Regions from separate parts of the Danio rerio genome. Here region 2 is linked to region 1. The links are chromatin contacts, called in public HiChIP or PLAC-seq maps. All regions are on one chromosome and are shown on one strand. Each heading gives the region's core, a stretch centred on a gene start, on an enhancer-like site or on the middle of the called end of the contact. The rest is flanking DNA. Distances are from core to core; before and after follow the strand shown. Region 1 holds the start of lin7c (lin-7 homolog C (C. elegans)). Region 2 overlaps LOC141375386 (a long non-coding RNA gene).

Region 1 (3,036 bases), core at 204-2,703:
AAAATATTATCAGACATGCTGTGAAAATTTCCTTTCCCTGTTAAACATAATTTGAAAAATATATATAAATAAAAATAAAATAAAAATCTTTCCCCATTTTTTGTTTAATGGAAAGAAGATTTTTTCAACACACTTCTAAACATAATAGTTTTAATAACTCATTTCTAATAACTGATTAATTTTATCTTTGCCATGATGACAGTAAATAATATTTTACTAGATATTTTTCAATACACTTCAATACAGCTTAAAGTGATATTTAAAGGCTTAACAAGGTTAATTTAACTAGGCAATTAGGCAAGTTATTGTATAATGATGGTTTGTTCTGTATATCAAAAAATATATAGCTTAAAGGGGCTAATAATTTTGACCTTAAATTTTATTATTTTTTTAAATAAAAGTTTCTTTTATTCTAGCCAAAATAAGACAAATAAGACTTTCTCCAGAAAAAGATATATTATCAGACATGCTGTAAAACTTTCTTTGCTCTGTTAAACATAATTTGGGAAATATAAAAAAAAAGAAAAAAATACAAAAGTACAACAATTATTTTTGCTTGATAAAAAAAAAAAACGTGCCGTTTGGTCATCAATATTTAATATTTCAAAGTCATATATATGTATTTGTATCCTCTATAAATGTTTTTTCTAAGAAAAATAGTTTTACAAAAATATGTAATTTGTTATCATTAATTACTTCAACAAAATAAACATTTTTAAAGCATTAATTAATCTTAACATTTTTTAGCATTAGCAACAAATAATTTTTATTTAAATAATATATAAGTAAACATATTTCATGTAACTAATATAACAGAACCAACAATGAAAACACAGTCATATATTTCTTGATAGTAATGTGATAACATTGTTAAAGTTTTTTAAATGTATCATCTGATGTCAAAATAACCCAAAAATAATACCCTAAAGTGTGCCTAAAGATTTCTAAAATAAACAGTTGTAGTCTGAATTGTAAAAAAAAAATTTAATAAATAAATAAATAAATAAATCATCATATATAAATGCATTCCTTACCTGGAATAAACTATTCATTCATATGGTTTAAAATGTATGGAAATATTTCTGCCCTTGGATTCTGATTGGCTAATACATTATCCAATTGAGCGTGGGTTATGTTGTTGACCATATATCACTGTATAGCTGCCATAACATTATTTTCTTAACTAGTCCAGTAACATATTACTGACAGTAAAACAGCCCTATTACACGTGTCTACTATCTGAATTGTAATAATTTATGCAGTCAAACTCGATGTCCTAAACAAAATACCAAGTCGAACAGTCCATATTTGCTTTAAATATATTGTTTAATGTTAAAATTATATATAATATATTCCAATTTCATTGAGAAAATCATAATAAAGTCAGTTTGTTATGGTATGCAAAGTGTCTGCGCGGAAGCAACGCAGGAATGACGCTCTTGACGCTCATCCGTAATCTCGGTGCATTAGCCACAACGCTTAAGCTCAGCAAGCTAACAGCAACAAACACAGCCGCCGAGTCGCAACTCTGGAGCTTTCACCAAACGCAAACTCAACAACCAGGGCTATAATGGCCTCTTTAGGAGAACCTGTACGTCTGGAAAGAGGTAAGCCGCGCACCGAGACACTTTCTGCCGTACGTGAAGCAGGATGTTGTGTAAATCACGCTTTTTGTTCTCCCGCTGTCACTTCGTGAGGATGGATTAGTGCTCGACAGAGAGCTAGCATCAATTCACCGTTCGAGATCATACACGTTTTTCTATAAACTAAACTACGTTCACAAAACGTATAAAATGTGCAATACGGACATTTATATGTCGTTAAAGCGGTGAGTTTACGTTCAACGAAAGGAAAACACGAGGGTAGCTGTCAAAAGCGTTAATCTTTTGTGAGCTCTGTTAGCATGGGCACTTCAGGTCAGAGATCAGTGCATCTGAGTATTTCTAGGGGTTAGTAAAGTCTTTCAGTGACGTCCTAATAGTCAGCAACTTATTTTGAGTTTAACTGAAGCTTTAATACACAGTAGAGTTAACTTAGGCTAGTAGATCAGCTAAAACTCTGATTTATGACCGTCTGTTTTTATCTTAATATTTACATGTATCTGTATAAATCAAGAAGAAACCGGTAAGTAGCATTATAATAGTAAATAATTTCATTCTTAAGTTATTTAGTTTTTATTTACAAACATTATTTCTTTTGGGTAGCGTTAAATTATATACTAGTAACGTTACATACAATATATGGCGCAATATTAATAACAACAACAACAACAATAATATTTGTCATAAAGAAAGGATTTGCTAAAATGTTATCTGCGGTCCGTGTTGTTGTTTTATTTATCAGGGAAAGCTGTTTAGCCACAGACAACATCTCCAGATGGCATGATGCAAATGATTATCCATGGTCTTGGTCTTACATATGTTATTCTACAGACATATCTCGTGCCATTGAGCTGCTGGACAAGCTCCAGAGAACAGGGGAAGTGCCACCCCAGAAGCTGCAAGCCCTTCAGAGGGTTTTGCAGAGCGAGTTCTGCAAGGCCGTAAGGGAGGTAAGTGTTCCAACATCACATTCATGCTTTCAAGTTAAATTTAAACGTCTTCTTACAATTTTGAGGGATGTAAACAATAACAACGGTCCTGACATATTTCCGTTTTTTAATTTATTAAAATTTATTTAAATTTCCAAAGATTCTAAGAGTCCAAGATGTTCCACATATTGATAAATAGTGTTACGATAGCTGTTATAACATCAAGTTATGAATAAATTGTCTCGTTACAGGTATAAAATAGTTTGATAACAAGCAGAAAATGTTCATTGGCCAATGACATTACCACATTGAAATGGTCTATAAAATTTCTAGGTTTGAAAACTGGGGATTGTTTTGCATTGGTTACCTTTTTAATGCTACGAATTAACCTTAACAAATCTGTTACAGAATACAGATTCTAATGCTTCAAACTTCATATTACATTAAGCACATTTTCGCTTTTAAGTACGATACTTAAGTAGAGATCTCTCCTTACCCCAGAGAAT
Region 2 (3,036 bases), core at 249-2,748, 310 kb before region 1:
ACCTACACTTTGGGACTCTATATCTCCTACCTGAGGGAAGCAGTTCACAATGTAGAAACAAAAAATGAGTTGGATCATTCAGAATCCATTCCGCCTGATTAAGGACACAATTCTCATATAAAACTTGAGGATTAAAATATTCATCGTGCCCAACAACTTTCCATACTGTCTTTAAGAAATGCATCAATTTAGATTTACACTGACAGGTTGTCAAACCACACAGTGATACCATACCTGATGATGCTTTCAAGAACAGCTTCATAAAACCACATCATAAGCTTCTTGTTAACTCCAAAACGACGTAACTTCCGTAAAAACATACAATATGTAGTGTACACGAGAACAAACACACTCTATGTGTGTTTTCCATGTAAAAGAAGTGTCAATGTAAATGCCGAAGTACTTATAGGTCTTTGACTGAGTAATAGTATGGTCATGATACTCCATATGTTTTGCCAGAGTATGTCATTCCTGTCGCAACCCAGCACTGAGTCTGCACAAACAACACCCATACACTCTCTCTTTCACACAAACACACACTTATACACTACAGCCATCTCTCGTTTTTTATTTAATTTAAATGTAATTAATCGGACATTGGAAACAGGAATGAGTGGAAGGCAGAGAAAAAGGGGAAGATCAGCAGAGGACTTCAAGTCAGGAAACAATTTAGGTTGTCATGAGCACCACAGTGTCGACGCACTTAACCACTAGGCTATTGTCGCAGAAAAGTGTTGTTTTTTTTATACATTTTTAAAAATATTATATATTTTTTAAAAACTAAACTGGATTAGGGAGCTGCGCGATATATCGTTTTAGCATAGCAAAATATGCAATGTTGAGTCTGAATTCTAGTTAACCAGGGGCCAGAAACATGTGATTTGTAGAGTCACAGCCTACGTTTAACAATGACAGAGTGAAGGTTTATTGTTTGCATGTGTTTTAGGGCTGTGACTGGGCATTTCAAAAGATTTTAAAACAATAGGGCACAAAATAGTATGATTTTTGGGGTGTTTTTGTCTTGTTTCAAGTCCAAATAACTACATTACAAAGGGAAAATAAGATTATTTTGCTTACGCTATTGTCTGATAATTTTGGCTGTGAAAACTTTCATTTTGACTTTACAGTTTTTATTCATATCACAATATTTATCGCAGAAAAATGAACTATCACAATATCAGATTTTTTTTTCAATATCGCTGAGCTCTACTATGGTTTTAGTTGATTATATTAACCCTGATTTAAATTAGTGAATTAAAATGAGATGAATATGTCCTGGAGGGACAACTAGAGAACAGACATAGACCCAATCAGATCAATAATATGTTTACTATATGCCAATGAAATTTACTTTGCATTGAGCAAGCTACATTCCTTTAACCATTCAGGTCCTGATCACCAGGGAAGTTTATGGCTGACACATGCAAGGAGTTGCAGCAGAGACAGCTGGAATGCAAACCCCCCCATTATCGGGCTGACCTCGTCACACACTCCCAGCATAACTCACACCATGTGGTGCCAGCACACCCATGGCATAGCCTGACAGCCAACCGTCATAATATTTACACACTGCACCTCTGTCACAGGAAAAAAGAGAGCTGCAGACTCAACACAAGGCCTGGCAGATGCAGTGAAACACAGGCCTCCTCCTAATAAATTAATACAGTTCTGTCCTGACTGTACGTAATTCAGAGTTAAGGAGAACACCATGATGTCATCTAAGTGAAACTTTAGGAATTAAAAGCATTTCCTGTAATGAAGAAGCGCAAATGCCAGATGCTGTTTTTGGTTATTGGGGTATTTTTTCTTTTTTTTTTCAATATATGTAGCATATATGCTAAAAGTCTGCCGTTGCTCTCTTAAAGGTGCTGTATGTCATTTTTTGACTTCTCTAAAGCATAAAATACCATAATACGTTTGCAGATATTTAAGAAACATGTTAAGTGAACATTCTTTTTGATCTGATAAACAATGCTAAAATCGAATATTCTGCTTTGAAAATGTGAGTTAGAAATAAGTTACATGCCGGAACGTCTGTCTTTGTTTTGGTTCTTTAAATCCGCCCAATGTCAATTTAGCCAATTATATTTCAGCATCCCAGGTTGCCTTGTTGGAAAACAGCGTATTTCATTCAGTCAGCCAGGAAGGCTCTCAAAGTGTGCATCCGTGATCGAAATGCAACCTCCGGTGAACAGTAACAGCCTCCGCAATGAGACGCAGAGTTCCACATGAGGTGGTTAATAATTAGCAAATAATATACTGTTAATGTGCGAACGTAAACATTAGGTGAGCAGGTTACATCGTTCAACATGCTATGTGACAAGCAATTTGGCAGTTTGCACTAGACAAAATACGACCAAAATTAAAATACAGCCATTCAGAGGCACAGAATAGTGCACTTACTGCATCCAACGAAATGGTTAGGTTTATATTCTAATTAAGTCATATTAAACCTCTTTATCATTATTAAATGTACATGCTGAATCACTAATATGTGTTTAGTTCTAAAGCTCAATTTAGAAATTTTTTATTTCATTTTCAAGATCTGGGGTGATCTGCTGCTGCCTTCAGTTGTACGGCAATAAATGTTATGTAAAATGGCATTCAAACTTCCATTGCTAGCATTTAACACTGAATAAAGCATGTGAGGTGTACCTGAGGTAAACGTAAGTTTATCCTGTTGTACAGCTACAAAAAATAGAAGCCTCTAAAATATACATTTCAGGGGTTGGTAAGAACAAAAACTCCTTTAAATTTGGAAAATATTCTTTCTATCATGTGCCATTGCTTTTATATAGAACACAACTTAAATCAGCCTTTAGGCTTGAGCACACTTCTGCTGTGGTCATCAGTCAGGCAACCTATGCTTGTGTGTTTTGAACCAGGCATGCAATACCTAGTTCAGCCACTGTGTGTCAAACTTATATACTGCACTTTTAATAAACAGCATTTGCTCAAAGGTAGACAGAGACACTAAAGCAAGACTGTCAGATATGATAAGCTACTGCAAAGTCACACTTTGTTCCAAAAGAGAGG

What was found. HiChIP or PLAC-seq counts read pairs in DNA pulled down with a chosen protein or histone mark.
Region 2: an H3K4me3 HiChIP or PLAC-seq map of embryo shows a contact between it and region 1, with 5 times the contacts expected there. The contact joins the enhancer-like site here to the promoter of lin7c in region 1. A contact is called at or near these places in 4 of 18 Hi-C or Micro-C datasets (caudal fin, embryo, hematopoietic stem cells and 1 more) and 2 of 4 datasets of contacts at active chromatin or transcription factors (caudal fin and embryo).

Annotation. Positions count from the first base shown.
Region 1 is chr7:31,967,401-31,970,436 of GRCz12tu, reverse strand. lin7c (lin-7 homolog C (C. elegans)) reads left to right here and starts at 1,453. Exons shown (of 5, transcript NM_001362514.1): 1 at 1,453-1,607; 2 at 2,433-2,551. The coding sequence starts at 1,571.
Region 2 is chr7:32,272,588-32,275,623 of GRCz12tu, reverse strand. LOC141375386 (a long non-coding RNA gene) reads left to right here. Exons shown (of 3, transcript XR_012383341.1): 3 at 1,389-2,602. It also overlaps a transcript of mettl15 not described here. Among named protein-coding and RNA genes, the nearest start is that of lgr4, 140 kb to the left of the region's middle. Within about 2 kb of position 1,498, at least 12 of the 62 cell types and tissues checked have an H3K27ac peak or open chromatin away from gene starts, as enhancers often do.